Regions from separate parts of the Mus musculus genome. Here regions 1, 2, 3, 4, 5 and 6 are each linked to region 7. A link is a contact called in public promoter capture Hi-C data. All regions are on one chromosome and are shown on one strand. Each heading gives the region's core, a stretch centred on a gene start, on an enhancer-like site or on the middle of the called end of the contact. The rest is flanking DNA. Distances are from core to core; before and after follow the strand shown. Region 1 holds the start of Pabpc4 (poly(A) binding protein, cytoplasmic 4). Region 2 holds the start of Psmb2 (proteasome (prosome, macropain) subunit, beta type 2). Region 3 holds the start of Ppie (peptidylprolyl isomerase E (cyclophilin E)). Region 4 holds the start of Ago4 (argonaute RISC catalytic subunit 4). Region 5 holds the start of Adprhl2 (ADP-ribosylhydrolase like 2). Region 6 holds the start of Ago1 (argonaute RISC catalytic subunit 1). Region 7 holds the start of 9930104L06Rik (RIKEN cDNA 9930104L06 gene).

Region 1 (2,772 bases), core at 41-2,540, 1.7 Mb before region 7:
CCCAAGTGCTGAGACTAAAGGTGTGAGTCACTACACCTAGCAAGGCTTCTTTATTTAATATAGTCACCAGAAATTATTCTCAGAGGTAAGGAGGGACTCTTACTTGTATACCATGGTAACCATGGCAACCATGGCATCTGCTGGGGGGGGAGCTCTGATTAGCCATTTATTGGAATGAATTGATTGATTAAATACTTATATTTCCTCAATTGTTTGCTTCAACCAGTAGACGAGTATCTGTCTAGCTTTTGCTAATTTCTGGTTTGAGTGAATATAAGGATAGAAAAAAAAATGGTCCCTGGCACTTATGGAGTAAGGAAATACTGCTATAACTCCACATATTTAGTCTCATGAGATAACATGATCTTCAAATGGTCAGTGAAACCTTCATTTGGGTAAAAAGTCAATGATTACCCTTCATCATCTAAGCGTAAACTCTTAACTAGCGTTTACATAGTAACAAAAACATTGTTTCACATGCACAGATGCATTCTCTTTGTGTTGTGCCATGAGTCGCCACGAGATGCCTTGTAAGGACATCACTAGAGATAGCTCCCTTATACAAGAACCATGAGCCCAAATACACCTTTCTTCTCCTCTTCTCCTTTTGCACAAACTAAGCTGTAGGCGTGCCACCAGAACAAAACAGGAGCGGACAGTCACGTTTTGTTTTATAAAAGCTTTGGCAAGATTTGTTCATCTTTTCAAAAACAGTCTCATCACCTAAGATACCACCACCATTTCTAATGACCTCCAAAATCCAACCTCAAGGTTATATGTTCTTAAAACTTTCGTATGTCTTACGTATTCAGCTCAACCATGTATTGGGCCACCTAGTAGCTGTACTTTAGCATCCCTTTGTGTAGATTTGGGCATTTCATGGATGTTTTAAACATTATACCTGCGTGTGGGTCTTGGGGAGGACATGACTCAATCCATACACTGCAGAAAGAGAATCATACAGGTGCGTGCTGCTGGTCCTCCAAACGCAAGGGGACGCTGTGACACCTTGCGGGCGGCTCCAGGTCACTCTGGTGTGACTGCCCCGCCTTGGGCCCCCGGGGCAGAGTGGGCGGGCACGACTGCGCCCAGGTCTCGAGGCGCCCTTCGACCAGCAGCGCCCGGGGCGGGAGGGTATAAATGGAGCGGTGGCGGCTCCAGCCGCCTCTCTCCGCCCCGGGTCGCAGCCATCAGTGTTGCGTTTGGGCTCAGCACGCCTGAAGCAGAAAAAAGAAAAAGCTTAAAAAAAACACAAAAGCCTCAAAAACCTTAAAAAAAAAAAAAAGAAAAGAAAAGAAGAGGAAAAAAAAAAGCAAAAGGGAAAAAAAGAAGAAAAAGAACCAGACAGCGACTTGTGCTGGGAGCCCGTGGGGAAGTGACTTTCACAGCTTCCGGCCTGCCTGTCCGTCAGCGTCTGTCTGTCCGTCCGGTGGTGAGCCATCCCCCTCGGCCCGGCCCGCCCCTGCACGCCTCTGCGCCGCGTGGCAGCCCCGCGCCCCGGCTGGCCGCACCACGTGTCCGCACTGCCCTTCGCCGGCACCCGCAAAGATTTGGTTTCCCCCTTCCTGGGCTGCTGTAACTGTAAACCGCCGGGAGTCCGGGGCCTATATTTATCACGAAACGCGTGTTCCCAAGGCGGCCGTGAGCGCAGCATCTGATTGCCTCTTGAAAATTTTTTGCCCCCTTTACGAGGGGATTTCCTACTTTAATTTTTATTTTTTAAGCCTCAAGCCAGGACAGCTGGAGAGTACAAACTCCAGGAGCGGGCCATATTGTTTTTGAGAGCCTTTTGTCTTGGGGCTTTTGCAGTCCCGTGCAAGTCGTCCCGCACACGGGTCCCGGCTCGGAGCCTCCCTGCTCCAGCCTTCTCCGGCGTCGCTGGTGCCACCTGTGCGCTGCGGCGCGTGCCATAGCTCCTCGGAGCCCCTTTTGTCCTGCAGTAGGCCTTGTTAGAAGTCCTCCTGGCGGGGCTCGGGGTCGTGGGGGGTGGGGAGATGAACGCTGCAGCCAGCAGCTACCCCATGGCCTCCTTATACGTGGGCGATTTGCACTCGGACGTCACCGAAGCCATGCTGTATGAAAAGTTTAGCCCTGCGGGGCCTGTGCTGTCCATCCGGGTCTGTCGCGATATGATCACCCGGCGCTCTCTGGGTTATGCCTACGTCAACTTCCAGCAGCCAGCTGACGGTGAGTAGTAGCGGTGTGCACACATTCGGGAGATTCCTGGGGACCTTGGGAATCCTGAAGGCGGAGGCCAAACTGCCAGGACCGGGGAACATAACAGCATGTTGCCTGAGAAGCCTTGGGTGGAAGCAAAATGAGCCAGGCATGTGGTCATGACCCTGGCTTCAGTCTCCCACCACTTGCTAACCTGATGACCTTGGGCTACTGGGTGGGGGTGGGGTAGAGCAGGGGTTGGAACCCAAGGAGATTTGTGTAATTCGGGATCCGAATAAAGGGACTTGGGTATTCTAGTGTGTCTAGCCCCACTCAGGTAGAAGTGGGTCTGGCACTCAGTGCATTGAAATGACACCTGAAAGTGTAGGTTGCAAAACTGGGGGCTCTAACCTGAACTGACTGACTTGGGATGGCTTTAGGGCAGTGGAAAGCAAGGAGAGCAGTTTCATCCAGTTGCCTTGAGGGGAGTTGCTAGTGTCAAGCTGTTTCTACCAGGCTCTCTTTTGGGGACTTGCTCAACTGCATGGAGCTCGAAGGATGTAGAGGAGTGTACCCAGGAAGTCTAGGAAGGTGTCACATGGAATGTACTGGGCA
Region 2 (2,700 bases), core at 185-2,684, 1.7 Mb after region 7:
TAGCCGGCACAAGTATATTAACTGTACAAAGTCACAAGTTTCACTAAGACATTTCTATATGCAGTTTAATTGTAGTCTCTCCTCTATTACCCTTTCTATTGTTAAAAGAATTATTTTTACTTTATGTGTTATGGGGTTTTGGCCTGAATGTATGTGTGTGCATCAAGTGTGTGAAGTGCCTTCAGAGGACAGAGATACACCAGAGTTGCTGATAGCTGTCTTCCAGTTGCCTTATGGGTACTGGAAATTGATTCCAGGTCTTCCAGAAGAGCAGCCAGTGTTCTTAAGCACGGGTCCATCTCTCCAGTCCATCCCTAATTTCCTATCTTACTCTTTCCAAAATATTTCATGTAGGGCATGTGGATCAGGAATTTAATTCTAGCACTGATGAGTTAGAGGAAGGCAGATTTTTGTGAATTTGAAGTTAGTCTGGTCAACACAATTAAATTAGTTCCAGGACAACCAAGGCTACATAGTAGTAATACCCCATCTCTCAAAAAAGGCCGGGTGGTGGTGTCACAATACATTAATCCCAGCACTCAGAAAGCAGAGGCAGGTGGATCTCTGAGTTCGAGGTCAGCCTAGTCTATAAGAGTGAGTTTCAGAGTAGCCAAGAAATCCTGTCGGGACAAATCAAAATATAAAAAATAAGTAAATAAAAGTGAACATTTAAAAATTTGTTGGGATGAGGAACTTTGGGGAGGGGGGCAATGGCTGGAGTGTAAATAAATACTTTTTTTTCCCATTTTTATTAGGTATTTAGCTCATTTACATTAATAAATACATTTTTAAAATAATATTTTAAATGTAATGAAACAGAAGTATAGTAAAATATTTAAATTTAAAATTTTTTTTAAAAATTATTTGTATTGGGGATGAACGCGCTAGTGTGATGGTCAGAGGAAAACTTTGGGGAGTCTGTTCTTTCTACCGTGGGTTCGAGGGACAGGCTTGACTAACGTGCTTTCTGCCTCTGTCTATCCAGTACTAGGATTTCAAGAGGGAACCACCGCCAAGTAGGTTTTTTGTTTGTTTGTTTGTTTTGCTTTTGAGATGTGTTGTCCTAGGCTGCTCCCCTGGTCCTTAACTCTATGGCTCGGGGAAATTGTTCTTCAATCTGGCTTGCAGGGAAAATTTTCCCGTTTGTTTAACGAGCAAGGAAATGAAAACCAGAAAGCTGAAGACCTCCTCTCCTCTGTAGCACCCACACGTGCTGGTACTTCTTACACAGGGTACGGCTTGATTTGCGTGCAAACTCTAAAATTCGACTTGGTAGATAAGGAAACGCAACGCCCCATCACCCACAGCTACGTTTCCAAACCACACCTCTAGACCAGCCCACTCCGCAATCTCAGCGCGGAAAAGCACCCAAGCTCCCGCCTGCTCTCTCGCGAGAGGTGACGTCATTGGGCCGCGCCAGTGACTGGGCCGTCGCGCGTCTTGCGTCACCCCCAGCTCAGTCCGGGTGTGCTGTCTCACTGGTGAGGTCGTGTACCCGGGAAGTGTCCCTGTCCGTGGCCTCTGCAGCCTCCCGCTTCCCGGCACCATGGAGTACCTCATTGGCATCCAGGGCCCAGACTATGTCCTCGTCGCTTCCGACCGAGTGGCCGCCAGCAATATTGTCCAGATGAAGGACGGTGAGAGGAAGCAGGGGGAGGCCCGGCGGGCCTGGCTGGAGGGGCAGTCGGCGGGAGTTGGTGAAGGGGACCGTGGGCCTCCCTCTGGGCAGCTTGGAAGATGGAGCCCAGTGTGCTCTGCCCTGCTGGCACTGCAGGATTGAGAAGCCGGGGGAGCCGGCAGACAAGCTTAGGGCTCTAGTTTGGGATTCTGGGTCAGATGAGGCTTGCTAGGTGAGAGTTGCTCAGCGTGAGGGAATTAAGTTTATGAGAGCTCAAGTGTGTGCCCGGCGCCTCCAATTTCTGAATTTCTGGCAAGTTTCAGTCGCCCCAGATAGAAGTTATAATTTGTGGGTGCCCTAAGGTGGGATCTTGGGGAGAGTGAGACTCCCCAGAGTTTGGCATTTCCACTCTGCTTCCGCTGTCTTCAGTGGCTCACCTCAGAGCCTCTTCCGCCTTTCCCTGGCTGCTAGATTTTACTTGTCGTTAAATAGTGGAATGCAGCAGAGATGGCCTCTCTTTATTTGCTCTGTGAGTTTTGTACGTTATTTTTTTTCCCGTGCCCAGATTTTCTTATCTCTCAAATTACTAATAACCAACTCAAAACTTGTTGAGAGGATTGAGTGAAGGAGTTAGCATTGGACAAACACTTAACAAACTGAAGCATATATGTATCAGGTGTGTCCATCGTTAACATTTTAATTTGTTAAAAGTTTGGCTCTACTATGTGCCCTTCTTGCAGTTAGTTTTGGAGACAGAATATGTATAACTAAGATGTATAGATATAGTATATATTATATATAACACACATGCATATATATGTGTGTGTGTGTACATATATGTGTGCGTATACATATCTATGTATGTGTATATATGTATGTGTGTGTGTGTATATGTGTGTATATGTACAAAACTTTCTTAAGGAGATGTTGAAATAACTCAGTAGTAAAGATGCTTTTGCCCAGGCTTCACAACCGGAGTTTGGTCCCAGAACCCAGATGGCAGAGGAAGAGACCCCACCCCAACATCCTGCAGGTTGTCCTCTGACCTGTGCACCTGTTCTGTGGCAATGTGCACCTGTGCA
Region 3 (2,764 bases), core at 173-2,672, 1.8 Mb before region 7:
CCTGTCTCTCTCCTCTCTGCCCCTCTGCCTCTCTGTGTGTGTCTCTGCCCCTCTGCCTCTCTGTGTGTGTCTCTGTGTGTGTCTCTGCCCCTCTGCCTCTCTGTGTGTGTCTCTGTGTGTGTCTCTGCCCCTCTGCCCCTCTGTGTGTGTCTCTGTGTGTGTCTCTGCCCCTCTGTGTGTGTCTCTGTGTGATTAGTGCTGGGAACTGAAACCAAAGCCTCATATGGTGGGCAAGAATTCTACTAGAACTTAAGAATGTAAATTTAGAACTGGAATGTGACTTTAATTCTTTCCCTATCGGAGGGTAATGAGCGTTAAAGACACTCAAATGACCCACCTGTTTCATAGTCCAGAGGAATTTGAATATCTGTGATGTCTCCAAAGGGGATAAATGCAGCATGAAGAACCTTGTCGTCCACCTCTTCTGCCAGCCCGCCTGCAAATGAGCCAAGGACCTTCTGAGCCGCTGTCCTACACACTCAGAGGTCCCTGCACACCAGGGACTTTGCCTGTCACTGGTATGACAGGCAAAGGGAGGGATCTTTCCATCCAGTCCTTTGTCTACACAAACATCTCTCTCTACAGCCTACCCACACTACTTTCCTTTCTTCAATCTCCTTTTAAACAGTTCTGATTCGATCTCCAACTCTTGTGAAAGCTTTGTAACTGACCTCTCTGCCTCAATTCCTTCCTCCAACCGCCCCCCCCCAACCAAATATAAGTGGAAATGAATCCATCGGTTCTCTTAGACTTCAAAGTCTTAAATGTCACTGTCCTCAAGATAAAGTGAGAGCTCCTTGGTAGTGTACACAGGGTTATCATCCGACTCTCGCCGATCTCTCTTGTATCTTCCATTTTGTTTTCCCCAATTTCCCTGAGTTTCTCGAAAAATGACCCAGCTGCCCCTAGGCGCCAGGCTCTTTTACGCCTTTGAGCTTCGGCTCCGGTGCAGCGAACAGCTTTGCCTCTACTCTGACTCTTTGCCCAACTCCTGCTCAACTTCTGCGTCCCGGCAACAGAAAGTTTGCCCTCACCCAAGTTCCTGTCATCATTGTTAGTCCCTATTACAACGCTAGGGTGTGTAGGTTATTTCCCACTTTCTCCTAGATAGTCTGGTAACTCCTCCTTTAGGGCAGAGATCCAGCCATTCCGCACTGAATGTTTGTAAAACGAATGGGCGGGAGGGATTTGGAAGCCCAAAATTCTTGTCACTCGTCGGGGTTCCTGTGCGCTTAGTGGACTAGGAAGGTCGCCGGAATTGTCCTTCCATCTCGGGCTCACACCCTCAGGCCCAGCAAGCCCTCCATAGACCCCGGCTGCTTTCCCCCTTTCCCACATTGCTCAGACTAAGTCTAGCTCCCGCGCCTGCTCACCCACGTACAGCACACGCTTGGTGGTGGCCATCTTGCTCGCGCCCGTTTCCGCCGGAAGCCGGCACTCGGCCGGCCCCCTCGCCGTCGCCCCTCCCCTTAGGTCGGGGCGGGTCTTTGTGCGGCTGCAGGCTCCGCCCCTTCTTGGCTGTAGCTCCCAGAGCTGGAAGGAAACAAACCTTGGTCTGATCAACCTAGATATTAACGGCAATTGAACCATTACCAACACACTATGGTCCGGGCTGTCCAGGCAGCTGTTTTTGGCCAATTCGGGAGCCAAGAACGGTTTTTACACTTTGAACCGGGGTGAGGCGAAGGATCGACAATATTTCTTGAGAGATGAAAATTATATGAAATTAAAATTTCAATATCACGAAGTTTAATTGTTAGAGTATAGCCACATCCGTTCCTTTTCTATTGTCTGGCTGCTTTCATGTTACAAAGGGAAGAGACCTGTTCCTCCCACGGCCATTGATATTTTACCATCTGGCCCTTTGGGCAAAGTGTTTGCTATACTCTTGTTCTAACGTAATATTTAAATTTATAGGTTCTCAATAGCAGTACAAAACAGTAGGATCACATTTGTTTGCTTGTTAGAGTATCCCACTATGCCTTCCAGATCTCAGCCTCCCCAGTGCTGAAATCCCAATTGAATACCACCAACCTACCTCAAATAGAAATTTAACAAGTTTTATTTTATGTATTTATTTTGAGACTGGATCTTCCTATGTAGTCCTGAATATCTTGGAATTCACTATGTAAACCAGGCTGACCTTGAACTTACAGAGATCTCTTCCTGAGGGTTGGGACTAAAAGCATATACCACCACAGGAAGCTTTGCTGTATTGTTAAAGGGCTCTAGCAGGCCCAAGCTTGGTAAGCACAGGTGTGGCAGGCCTTGTCCTTCTCCCCATTCCCTCTGCCTTGCTAATAAACAAACAAACAAACAGGGTTATATTCCTAAAGCTAGCCGTAGGCCAAATAAGGTCTATTCCCTTATTTGGCCTCCTCCTGAGGATGATCACCAAGGTCCAGCTATCAAAGTATTAAAGTTCAACAATTGTATTAGTCAGGGTTCTCTAGAGTCACAGAACTGTGGGTAGTCTCTATATAGTAAAGGAATTTAATCTTAATCTTTGATCTCCCTGTCTTAATCTTCTGAAATCCATAGCCACTATGCCTCAAGATCTCCATACTGAGATCCAGGTCAGAAACTTCTATCTCTCAGCCTCCAGATTAGGGTCACTGATGAGCCTTCCAATTCTGGATTGTAGTTCATTCCAGATATAGTCAAGTTGACAACCAGAAATAGCCACTACAACAGTCAAATCCCCCCTTGGCCTACCCTAATTAATACGGTCAACCAAAACATGACCACCACATCCTAGCCATTC
Region 4 (2,700 bases), core at 91-2,590, 1.6 Mb after region 7:
GCCGATTTATTTTTTGAAGGCTTATGACATTTGACTATGTGGGCTTTTTAAGAAAACCTTAAGCAGCAAATAAAGATAGGATTTAATCGCTCAGTTATGTAAATATGTTCCAAGTTAACAAACCTGCAAAATTTCCAAATGCAAACAATAAACCTAATTTTCTATGAATTTTAAAAACATACAACTAAGTCTACTATGTAGACAAGGTTTGAATATGAAAACTAATTCCATCACTGCCCCTAAACCTTGCCCTACTTAGCCAAGCCATTAGCAACCTGTTGTAGGGCTTGAGACAGGAGCACAAGGCTCCAAACGAAGAGTATTCGTGAGAGTTTGGAAAGCTTCCTTGGGTTGGAGCAGAGAGCGAGAGAACCAGGGGCCACCCATAACCAGCAAAGAATCACAGTTTCAAAAACACTTTTTCGTTTGATTTTAACAGCCTCTGATAACCCAATTAAAAGGGAAGGCAGGGCATTGATGCCCTTGCTGGAGAGTATTGGATTGTCATTCCAGAGCACTCTGGGACTGACAAACTGACAGATACCAAACTTCAGAGTTTTGGAAAAAGAACGGACATTTCTCCCTTTGGCTTTCAGGGACATGAGTGAGTGGGTCTCTCCTCCTCATCTGAGGAACCAGATGCCAGTGCAAAAGAAAACAGGGATTCTGCCCCACACCAAGAAAACCCTTGACAGAAGGTAGAAGGCCTTCCAGGTTTGGGCCGGGCCTCGGCGTGCCCCAGACACACGGTCCCATTTGAGGCCCCAACTAGCCTCGCGGCGACCGTGGACAGAGATCTAAGGTCCGAACAGGTCTGCCCTACCCCGGGGAACTCGGGTCACCTCTTGAGCCTCCCTCCCTTAGACGGGTCCCGAATAGACCTAGAGTCTTCAGCTGGGGCGTGGTCCCCGCCCCCCAGGGACGAGGGCATGGGACCCCTTCCTTCCCGGGGCCTGGCAGCCGGCAGCCGGGTCCGCGAGCGGCGGTCGGGCAGCGACAGTCCCTTCCGCCGGTCTGTCTGCCCTCCCGAGCCCCAGGTCTGACCCTGGTCCGAGCGCGCTCCTCACCGGGTCCCAGCGCCTCCATGGCGGCGACGGGGGCCGCCTCGCTCCGGTCCCCAGCGCCTCCCGCTCCGGGCCCCGCCGGAGCCGCGTAACGCTTGCTCTCTGGAATATTGGCGCTGAAGCGGCGCCGCGAAGACGCGGGCCGGGGGCGGGCAGGGGGCGGCGGCGGCGCCCAGTCCGGGGACAGGGACCCGACTCTGTCACGGCTCTTCCGGCCTCAGCGACAACAAAAACAATCCCGGCCGCTGCCGCCGCCGCCGCCAGCTGGAACGGGAGCGGGAGGCGGCGCGCGCCCGCCGGGCGGGGCGGGGGCGCCAGGCGCCTGCGGTCCCGGGTCCCGGCTAGCGAAGGGGGCGTGCGCGGCCCCGCACGCGCGGGGTCCAGCGAGCCTGACCGAGGCAGGGGGCGGGGTGCGGCAGGGACGGGCGCGCGCCCGGGGGGCCGAGCCCAGAGGACGCGTCAGGCGCGCGCCCGCCCGCCCTTCCACCAGCGGGCCCGCTCGCCTGCGGTCCCGCACGCCGCTCCGCCGGTCCCCATTCTGGCAACCTTCCTCCAAGTCGCCATCGAAAGAGCTGGATTCCAGTCCTTGATGACCCACAGGCAGCAGCCCTCCACTTCGTCCTGAGACTCACCTTAGGAACCTGTCCTCCATCGCTCCACCACCACCAGAGATGACCCCTGGACACTTCAGGCACAATCGGTCCTTCAGTCACCTTCAGTCATTCCTCCTACTCCACCCCCACCCTCACCCCGGACACCACATATCCAGTCACCTTCCTTCCCTGTGCAGGGAAAGCAGGTTCTGTTCTGGGTCCCAAGACTGGTCAACATGTCACCAAGGCAGCAGGTAGCTCAGCGAGTCAAGTGTCCTTAAAGTTTCCATTCAGGACTTCCAGTTAAGACAGGACCATAGGCTGTCTGGTCAACTAAACGGGCAACGGCAGTCTATTAGTTAAAAAGGCACAACACTCTCATTCTAGTTTGCTGGGGCCCACCATTGGGTACCTCAGCTTAGTGCAATAGAAATGCGTTTTCTCTCAGTTTTGCACACCGACAGTCTAATAAAATCAAGGCGAGTTGGGGCAGGGGGTGTGATTTTTCTCCTTCGGTTGTAGAAATCTATCTTCTTGTGCTATCACACGGTCTTCCCATGGTAACTTCTATTCAAACCGCTCCTTTTTGTTTGGTTGGTTTTAATTAATTTATGTGTATGAGTATTTTTTGCCTGCATGCATGTGTTTGTGCCTGGTGCCTCCGGAGACCAGAAGACCAAATCGAATCCCCTCGAAACAGGATTACAGATAATGTAAGCTGTGTAGGGGCTGAGAATCAAACCTGGGGCCTCTGCAAGAGTATGAGGTACCCTTAACCACTAAAGCCATCTCTACAGCCCCCAACTTCTTTTTCTTATAAGGAAGATGGCTCAGTGGGTAAAGGTACTTTATAACATTGACAGCCTGAGTAGGAAGTTGGAGAGTTCAAGGCCAGCCTTTGCTACCAAAGAATTTAAGGCAATCCATGTTTTAAGAGACTCCAGCCCAGTGTAGCCTTTAATCTCAGCACTAGGGAGACTGAGGCAGTTCAGAGCCAATTCGGTTTACTTATGTAGTGACTTCTAGGACAGCCAGGACTGCAG
Region 5 (2,762 bases), core at 61-2,560, 1.4 Mb after region 7:
CACCATGTGGTTGCTGGGATTTGAACTCAGGACCTCTAGAAGAGCAGTTAGTGCTCTTAACTGCAGAGCCATCTCTCCAGCCCCAAGGAGAACCTCTTCTGCAGTGTTACTGGGACCATACTGTAGGAAAAGGAGACTGCCAAAGTGAGCTCCCCCCAAAGGGAAACTCAAGGCCAAGAGGAACCAAGCAAGCTAGTTAGGAGTTGAACTCCTGGACTTAGCACTGCTGGAGGCCAGAACTTCCTTTGGACTCTGTCAGTTCTTTCCACTCAGACCCTCTTAAAATGTGTTTCCTGCAGCCACAGGGTCCCAACTACCACTCAACCTAAAACACACCTTTTTTTTTTCCATCTTACCAAACCATAATGAAATAAAATTTGTCTTATCTCTGCTTCCTTTAACACCCGTTTTCCATGTTCTCGACCAACTCGACATGGTTTTCTGGGTCCAGACTACCCTGACTTTTCTGTAACACACCAGTGTCCTAGTCTTGAAATTCTTTCCTCTGGTTTTGTTACCATCCTTCCTACTTCTCGGCACACCCCGTCCTTCCTCGCTCCTTCCCCTACCTCTAAATGCCTCTTAACTCGTGGAGTCCTCTGGGGTTCTGACGACGGCCCCCTTCTACTATGTTACATGCTCTTCAAGAAGAACCAAGTCTTCTACTGACATCTGACCTGGAATCTGAGGACAAGCTGCGTTTGCAAGCGAAAGGAAGGGACATGTCTTAACAGGCTAGGGACAGCCCTCGCCGACGCCCACATCGGGCCAGCAGTTTGAGAAAGCTGGTCACGACGGAACTGGCCACGCGGGAACTGGCTCTAGCCAAGGTTTTAGGCGAGGCCTGCGCTCTGAATGTGGTCATGGCTGGAGACCTACAACCACGGAGAGCTGGAGCAAACCGATTCGATCCAGGGGCCTTCAGCCTCGTGACTTCGTGGGAGCTCGCCGCAGGAGCCTCCACCTCGGCAGCCTAGTCTGCGCGCGCGCCCCCGAGTCTCGGTCCCCTCGCCCAGGGGTGGGGACCCGATCGGTGGTGCCCCGCCCACCTGTCCGCGCGCTGCCCGGCGTGCCCGGGTCCGGCTCCAGGCTCTCGACGTGACTCAGGACTGATGCCAGGCTGACGGTATCGTGTGCCTCGTAGACAGCGCCCACGCAATCTCCCAGCAGCGCGCCCGCCAGGCAACCTCGGAAGCGCGAGATGGAGCGGGCCGCACTTGCCCCGCCGCCCCCCGCCGCCGACATCGCTGTAGCTGCTGCCGCCGCAGCCACCGCCATCCGCGCGCGGACTAGTCGCCACTTCCGGCATCGATGCTGCCGCCTCTTTGGTCGTCTCTTCCCCGCGGCCCCACAGCGCCCCCTTGTGGCCCGGAGTCTCAGCCTACGTCCTACCCCACAGCGCCACTCAACGGCTGGGAGTCTCAGCGCCCCATAAGTACTCGCACGCTTCGCTTTGGCGCTCCCTACCTTCTCATTTGTAAATGGCACCACAAATGCGGCCGACAGCTCCCTAAAATCCCGCGGAGGACCCTTTGAAAAGCACCTGAACAAGAATGTTGCCCACTCAAAGCCACTGCTGCCCGCGGGCGATCACCTGTATCTTTACACCCGTATTCCTTCTGGAGTCGCTTTGGACTCGACCCCTATGAAGTCTAGGCGACTCCATCGCTCAAGTGGACTGTCTCACTCGGTCAGCCACTCTCATGGGGTAGCAGAAAAGAGCCTGGCTTGAGAACTCCATTTTTATTATTTTACTGTCCCCTCACTACTCCCCCCTCCCACCAATCTTGTGTCTTCCCTCAGCCGCCAAAGCCTAGGTTAGCTCCAGCTGGCAGATTTTGAGTGGACTCAGTGTGCGGTTTGTCGTGCGCGTGAAGGTGTCCACCTGGGGCACAAATTTCTCAGCCGGCACCGTCAGCTTGCGTCGGGTGTCCATACACTTGGTGTCCAAGAGCAGGGTGTTGGTCTTGCACGCGATATCAGCCTGTATCCGGGCCAGGTGCTTGAACAGGGCATCCAAAGCGTTCCTGTAACGCAAAGCATCGGGAGCTCAGAGCCCTACATCAGGCTGCAGGGGCCAGGACATCTCACCAGCATAAAGCCCAGAGAGACCAGCAGGCACTACGGCCCCATGGTTGAGCAGTGCCCCCCACTATTCCTGCCCACTCTCTAAACCTACTGTGTTTGGGCCAGCTTCTGCTTCATGGTATTGATGGTTGCCTCTAACTGGTGGACTTCATCAATGAGGCCATACTGTGTCTGAAGACAGAGGGGCAGGATGGGGTTTTCAGTTCAGCCGCAAGACCCTTCAGCTGGTCGCATAACTGCCTTGGACCAGAATGCTTGTTCCACAAGAAACGTGCGAAGAGGGGTAATACTGAGGTCTCCTTAGCAGACAGGGGTGGTCCCCACCGGGGCCCCTTGTACCTGGTCCCGGCAGAGCTCCACATTGGACCGGTAGGTTCTGGACTCCAGCCGGGTATGTGCAAGCTTCAAGTTCATCATCTTTCTACGCAGGTCCTCCTCCAGGCGCCGAATGTCTCCCTGCAGCTCGGCTATCTCTTCTAAGGTCTGTGGCAGACATTACTGTTCTCCACCGGCAAGACTCACACTAGGGCTCCCAACTGAAGCTTCAGGGCAGGGTTCCTTATGCCCTGCCTCACAGCATGGTGGGAAAGGCAGGGTGGTGGGGTTGGGGGAGGGTAAGGGGGTGGTGGTGACACTCACATTTTTCTCTTGCCACTTGAGCTCACTGTAAAAAC
Region 6 (2,700 bases), core at 134-2,633, 1.5 Mb after region 7:
GGCTGACCTTGAATTCATTCATCTGCCTGCCTCTGCCTCCCCAGCGCTGGGATTAAAGGCGTGCGCCACCAGTGTGTCTGCCTAACAACTTGTTTCTATCAGGCAGACAAGCTTGGCAGCTTTGAGTCTAATGACATGCTCCTGACGTGGGAAAAGATCCACTAGGAAACAGGAGGCACAGGTATATAGAGAGATTATATTGTGATATAGAGTCAATTCATGGAAAAGGAGGGCACTATCTTCAGATTAAAAGCTCCCATCTCTTCTCAGGAGTGGTCTAGAAACTTGAAAAACATGTGGGCCTAGTTTCTCAGTGACCAACACTTTCCTAAGGCCTATCTTCTGAGAGAAGTAGCTCATAAAGCAAGGCTTTGGTCCCCGTCCATCCTCATGCAGCAGAAAATGCACTCTGGCAGTTGACCTCGACCCTTTCTTTGACAAACTGCTACTCCGGGGTTTAAGGACCAAGTGTCAGAGACCGCCCCCCACCCTTCCCCCAAGACAGAAGGCAATTCCCATTTGTACTACGCAAACAGAATCTGCGAGACTGCACACTCCTCCTAAACCCAGGGGCACAGGAGGGATACTCCAACAGCCACGCCCCCACCACATAGGGCAGCCCTTCAGGCTGGTACCTCCGCGCATGCTCCCGCGCCACCACTCAAGTCCCCAATCTAAGGGGGGAAATCCCTGGTCTAAATCCCCACCCACCGCCCCCTGACCCTCACCCCCGCTTCAGGCCCAGCTGGGCGGAGCTCAGAGGCCAGCCCCGGCGCCTACTCCCCAGAGACATTAGCTTAGCCCAGCCCAGCACGGCCGAGCCCCCGCCCCCCGACAGGCGGTAGTTCCAGGCCCATCTGTGTCGCCCCCCTCCTCTCCAGGACACCTGGAGCCCGCCCCCCTGCCACCTGCCGGGCCTCCCCATAGGCCTCCCCAGACCTCACGGAAGGACACCGTGCATTCAGGCCCTTCTCCCAGGTTACTTCTCACCCTCGGGACAGTATACTGCTTCCTAGGACAAACAGCCCGGGTCTCAGATCTTCACATGGTTCTCAGCCGGAACTGCATACAACCCCCTTCAAAATGGGCCCCCCATCCCCTGAGAGCCCCTCTCCTCACTCTGCAACCATGCTCTATGCCGCGAGAGCCTATAGGGCTTTGGAATACACACTGCTCCCAGTCCCCGAGGGCCCTTACCTGCTCCCGAGGGTCCCGCTTCCATCCCATATACCCGTGCGGAGGACAGGCGGCCGGGAGACTGAGGAGTCCAGCGTGAGGGGCCTAGGTACCTCGCACTTGCACTGCTCGGGCTCCCGGGCCGGGCTCGGCTCCCCCCCGAAGCCCGGCCGCTCGCGCTGTCGCCCCCGCAGCCTCCGTTGCCGCCGCCGCGGAGCCTGCAGCAGCTCCCCCTGCTAGCGCCCGAGTAGCTGCCAGTGCGCAGGCGCGACCGATGGGCCCATGGGGCGGACGGGAACGAGTCAAGCGGGGCGCTCGACGGCAACAAAGGCCAATGGAGAGGGGCGGGGGCGCGGGGACCGTGCAGCGGCCTCTGGCGGCCACTCGTAGCCGTGCAGCCTGGCGGGAGGGCTCCAGTGGCGGAGCCGCGCAGTGGCGTAAGAGGGGAGGGGCTGGGCGACACCCCTTCCCCGGCTGCAGCCTGGGGCCCTGTCTTTTCCCTAAACAGATCTCTGGAAACCTATCCACAGCCCCGCTATCAACACAGAGCCTGGCTCCCACCCATTCCCCGACCCTCTCCCCCTCCAACACCCAATCACTCAAAGGCCCTGCCTCCCACCTCTCCCAATCACCCTCACCCTTAAGTCTTGACTGCCTCTGCTAAGTCAGTCTTTCTGTGTCCCTAGTCGCTGATCTCATTAATGCCACCCACCCTTCCAGGCTGCGTGCCTGGCGCTGAGACCACAAATGTGTTAGAAACCTTGCCTATTCTGGCCGGTGTAACAGTTTTGACACTGACAGAGCTCTCTATCTGCAGGAAGCACCTGCCTCCACTTTTTCGTCTGCAGAACGTTTGCTCCTACCAAATCTCTTAATGACGTTTTGTGTCAAACCCCAAAGGCTAATTTCCTATTATTTCCCTGCAGCATCTGAAACTATATCTCTTCTTAAAAATTAAAAAAAAAAAAGACTTTCCTTGGCTTTCACATTTTCTTAAGTCTCCTAATGTCTGTCCTGAAGAGCTTTCTTCAGTGGCTCCTCTTGTTTTGTTCACTGTAGTGACCTGAATTTTATATTCTACTCTCCCCTTGCCTCTTCACAGCTTCATCCACTTTTAATGCCCAAATATCTATACGTTACCATGTTGCAGCTTCATATTTCCTACTGTCTGCTGGACAGCTCCAGCTGGATCTAACAATTCAAACTTAAGTCCAAACCTAACCCTTTCTTTTTCCCCTACAAAATACATATATTTGTCCTGTCTCAGTGAACTGCATCTCCATGCCAAAAATATCAGCTCCTGTCTCCCTTGTCTATTTGCTATATTCAACTGTGTCTTGACATGCTTACCTTATGAAGTGCTCTCAAAGCATTCCCTGTCATTCTCATAGTCTCTAGTGTGGGTACCCTTTTCTTACCTTGCCAGAAGCACCACAGCTAATTCCTTGATCGTCTCACATAACCTTCTCATTTGGTCTGCTGCACTGATGGGGTAATTACAGAGAGACCCAGCTCAAACGTAAC
Region 7 (2,793 bases), core at 19-2,518:
GAGCAGTAGGGTCTCCCCAAAAGATGGATGTGTTCTCCCAAAACACTCCCCCTGGATACAGAGATGCTGAGAAGACATGATGCGTCCTGCTCTTACAGTCCTCTCCCTCCGCTGTTAAGCTGCAGGACAACTCTTACTGTCCTACTGAGCGACTGCATCCCTGCCTATTGGCAGGTAGGCTAGCATAGGTTAGGTCATGTCAGTGCGGAACAGCCTCCCCCAACCCCTGAAAAACCTTCAATTATCAGCTCACTTTGTACTATAGATTTGAGATCTCGGCCTCGCCCCTCTTCCTTCAGGCCTCCATCATTCTATTTCTGGTATATCTCTTCTAAAGCTCTCCCATTCAAACGTGAAGGTGAGATGCACTGTCCTAATAGCGCTCATCTGAAGGGTAATTCATGCCTACTTCTTTCCTATGGGCCCACCATTCTTTTATAAGTTATGACAGATGGCAATTTCCTACCGGTGGTTATTTTAGACCTTATTAAGAAGGGGACATCTGAATGAGTCCCTACAATAAGCTTTCAAGATAAGCACTCGTTGGTCACGGGGAAAACGCTAGCAGCTCTTACCGAAGTAGTCAAGCCACTTCATCCCTTGCAGCGCCTTGGGGAGCCGAAGGATCTCGATGTTGTACAGATTTTCCACCTCCTTGAGGAGGGTCTGTCTGTCGGACTCAATTTGCTTGGTTCGAACTTGCACTGCAAAGAGGTGAAAGCGGACGGATCCCGCGTCAGGTGTGCGAAGCCGTCGCATCCGCGTCCCAACCCACCCAAAACCCACGATCACGCGAATCCACCCCTTACCCTCGCGGTCGAAGTCCTTCAGGAAGGAGGCGAGCTTCCGGCTCCGCAGCGTGTTGGTCCTGGTTCCGCGGCTGCTGCGTTTCTTGGGAGCCATGGCGCCTGGCTGCGTCGAGCGAGGGGCCAAGCAGCCGGCTCCGCGACTGAGACGGGGAGAGGGTGTGAGCGGTCGGAGAGCTGAGAAAGTTCAGTCGTTGGAGTCTAGGTTTCCAGAACTCTGCCGAAACCTACCTGCAGGTCCCAAAACACAGTCTGAGGAACCCTCACAGCTCCAACTAAGGGACGGGCGGCTCCTCGGTTAACCGCCACCCAATTCAAACTCAACGGGCACAGCCTAGCCAATAGCAAATCGCCGTCTTAGGACGGTTCTCACCACGCCCAATCACAATAAAGCTTCTTCTCCTTCCGCCAGCCAATCCTCATGGAGGACTTCAATGCCCAGATGTCATTGCGGCACACGCCATCTTTTCGCGACTCCAGAGTCGTGCTAACTGGAAGTAGAGTGGTGAGTTCGTTCTTGTGAATAAGCGCGGTGTAGTTTTTGATGTACTCAGCGTTGACATCGCAGGATTTACGTTTTCCTGTTGATTTAGGGCTGGAAATCTTAAAGAGAGGCGACAAGACTGACTCCAGAAGCACAGGTCCCGGAACAGACAGACCCCAGAGACTCGCAGTCTAAAGCAGATTGCCCTGTCGTGAAGAAACCCCTTCGGAAGACCCGAAGCAACGGTCTTCCTGCAGAGAGAAGGTAAGAGGACCGCCAGAATCAATATTCTTGAGTGTCCGCGGTTACAAGACAGAGACACAGCTCCACTCTGCAGCGTGGGGAGTTGCCCTAGCCTTTTAAGGACTTGAGCTCAGTTGATGGCCCTGACGCTGAAAAGAACTCAGCACTAGCTGAGCTCAGTTGATGGCCCTGACGCTGAAAAGAACTCAGCACTAGCTGATTTATGAAGCAGAGTTACATGAACATATTTGCTACGGGGCCTCACCATATAACGCTGGCTATCTTGGAAGTCTCTGTGTATACTAGTTTGGCCTCGAACTCACAGAGATCTGCTTGTTTCTGTCTTTCCAGTGCTAGGATTAAAGATGCATTCGACAACTCCCAGCCTATGGCTGTTTTAAATACAGGCATAAGCACAAGAATTAAGAGAGAGAGGCAGGCACCTAGGCATAAAAGACACTTGCATGCTCCTCAGAGAATCTCAGAAAGTTAGACATAGCCACGTGGGTATGAGATTCTCTAGGGAGATCAGCAGTTGATTTTCTTTCTTTTCCCCCAGTTTCTTGAGACCAGGCTGGCCTCAAACCCAAAACCCGGCTCTGCTTCCAGAGGGCTGGAATTAAAGTCATGTTACATTAGCCACAATTACTTATTTTGGTGGCTTTCAGTTTACATCTCAAAAGGGTTTCTAAAAACCCTTGTGACTCCCTTCAAACAAGAAGTTGTTTGATAAGAGAAGTAAGTGAGGTGGCTTTCAAGATTCTTTGATGGTATTAAATCCTACAGATGTAAATGGGGTAGTGTGTGTCCTTTCTCTGTAAATGGGATTCCTGGTGAGATTTCTAGAACATGGAAGATTTACAGCAGGAAGGAAGAAAGGCTGTTCACAGTTGGTAAGTGTACTTGCAGGAATTCTTCCTTCATTGTTGGCTGAAGGTGTCAGCCCACTTCCAGGACTAGGAGTTCTTGTTTGTGTCCCCCAAAGTCTCCCTACCTTTCATTATTGCCTTGGGACTATTTGAAGACCAACAGCTGGTCTTCTCCTGAGGTCGGAAATGACGCAGCCTTGATGCAGGCCCTCCCTTCTGGTACCCTGACTCCCTTTTGTTTTGTTTATTTTTTCCCAGAAAATGGCTCATGACCAGCCTCTGCTGGTTGTGCAGGAGGCCCTGAGGAAGTGCTTCCCTGTGGTGGAGGAACAGCAGAACCTGTGGCAGAGCACCCTGCAGGACTGCTCGCCCCTCCTGTCCTCTCTCAGTA

Evidence for each region. Promoter capture Hi-C pulls out the DNA fragments that hold promoters and counts their contacts.
Region 1: a promoter capture Hi-C map of pre-B cells shows a contact between it and region 7, with 6 times the contacts expected there. The contact joins the promoter of Pabpc4 here to the promoter of 9930104L06Rik in region 7. A contact is called at or near these places in 3 of 39 promoter capture datasets (the C10 cell line, liver and pre-B cells).
Region 2: a promoter capture Hi-C map of liver shows a contact between it and region 7, with 4 times the contacts expected there. The contact joins the promoter of Psmb2 here to the promoter of 9930104L06Rik in region 7. A contact is called at or near these places in 2 of 39 promoter capture datasets (liver and pre-B cells).
Region 3: a contact with region 7 is called in a promoter capture Hi-C map of pre-B cells, with 2.7 times the contacts expected there. The contact joins the promoter of Ppie here to the promoter of 9930104L06Rik in region 7. A contact is called at or near these places in 3 of 39 promoter capture datasets (cranial neural crest, liver and pre-B cells).
Region 4: a contact with region 7 is called in a promoter capture Hi-C map of pre-B cells, with 2.7 times the contacts expected there. The contact joins the promoter of Ago4 here to the promoter of 9930104L06Rik in region 7. A contact is called at or near these places in 3 of 39 promoter capture datasets (liver and pre-B cells).
Region 5: a promoter capture Hi-C map of pre-B cells shows a contact between it and region 7, with 3 times the contacts expected there. The contact joins the promoter of Adprhl2 here to the promoter of 9930104L06Rik in region 7. A contact is called at or near these places in 3 of 39 promoter capture datasets (cranial neural crest, liver and pre-B cells).
Region 6: a promoter capture Hi-C map of pre-B cells shows a contact between it and region 7, with 3 times the contacts expected there. The contact joins the promoter of Ago1 here to the promoter of 9930104L06Rik in region 7. A contact is called at or near these places in 1 of 39 promoter capture datasets (pre-B cells), 1 of 484 Hi-C or Micro-C datasets (muscle stem cells) and 1 of 9 other capture datasets (adipose tissue).

The regions. Positions count from the first base shown.
Region 1 is chr4:123,281,621-123,284,392 of GRCm38.p6, forward strand. Pabpc4 (poly(A) binding protein, cytoplasmic 4) reads left to right here and starts at 1,291. Exons shown (of 15, transcript NM_130881.3): 1 at 1,291-2,187. The coding sequence starts at 1,995.
Region 2 is chr4:126,676,209-126,678,908 of GRCm38.p6, forward strand. Psmb2 (proteasome (prosome, macropain) subunit, beta type 2) reads left to right here and starts at 1,435. Exons shown (of 6, transcript NM_011970.4): 1 at 1,435-1,637. The coding sequence starts at 1,547.
Region 3 is chr4:123,138,529-123,141,292 of GRCm38.p6, forward strand. Ppie (peptidylprolyl isomerase E (cyclophilin E)) reads right to left here and starts at 1,423. Exons shown (of 10, transcript NM_019489.6): 1 at 1,374-1,423; 2 at 338-436. The coding sequence starts at 1,404.
Region 4 is chr4:126,532,118-126,534,817 of GRCm38.p6, forward strand. Ago4 (argonaute RISC catalytic subunit 4) reads right to left here and starts at 1,341. Exons shown (of 18, transcript NM_153177.3): 1 at 1,068-1,341. The coding sequence starts at 1,086.
Region 5 is chr4:126,320,393-126,323,154 of GRCm38.p6, forward strand. Adprhl2 (ADP-ribosylhydrolase like 2) reads right to left here and starts at 1,311. Exons shown (of 6, transcript NM_133883.2): 1 at 1,050-1,311. The coding sequence starts at 1,278. It overlaps Tekt2 (tektin 2), which reads right to left. Exons shown (of 11, transcript NM_001357262.1): 8 at 2,728-2,762; 9 at 2,428-2,571; 10 at 2,180-2,259; 11 at 1,729-2,027. The coding sequence ends at 1,814.
Region 6 is chr4:126,467,200-126,469,899 of GRCm38.p6, forward strand. Ago1 (argonaute RISC catalytic subunit 1) reads right to left here and starts at 1,384. Exons shown (of 19, transcript NM_153403.3): 1 at 1,198-1,384. The coding sequence starts at 1,222.
Region 7 is chr4:124,935,780-124,938,572 of GRCm38.p6, forward strand. It overlaps 9930104L06Rik (RIKEN cDNA 9930104L06 gene), which reads left to right and starts at 1,269. Exons shown (of 5, transcript NM_177573.3): 1 at 1,269-1,554; 2 at 2,661-2,793. The coding sequence starts at 2,664. It overlaps Cdca8 (cell division cycle associated 8), which reads right to left and starts at 1,138. Exons shown (of 10, transcript NM_026560.4): 1 at 810-1,138; 2 at 576-704. The coding sequence starts at 903.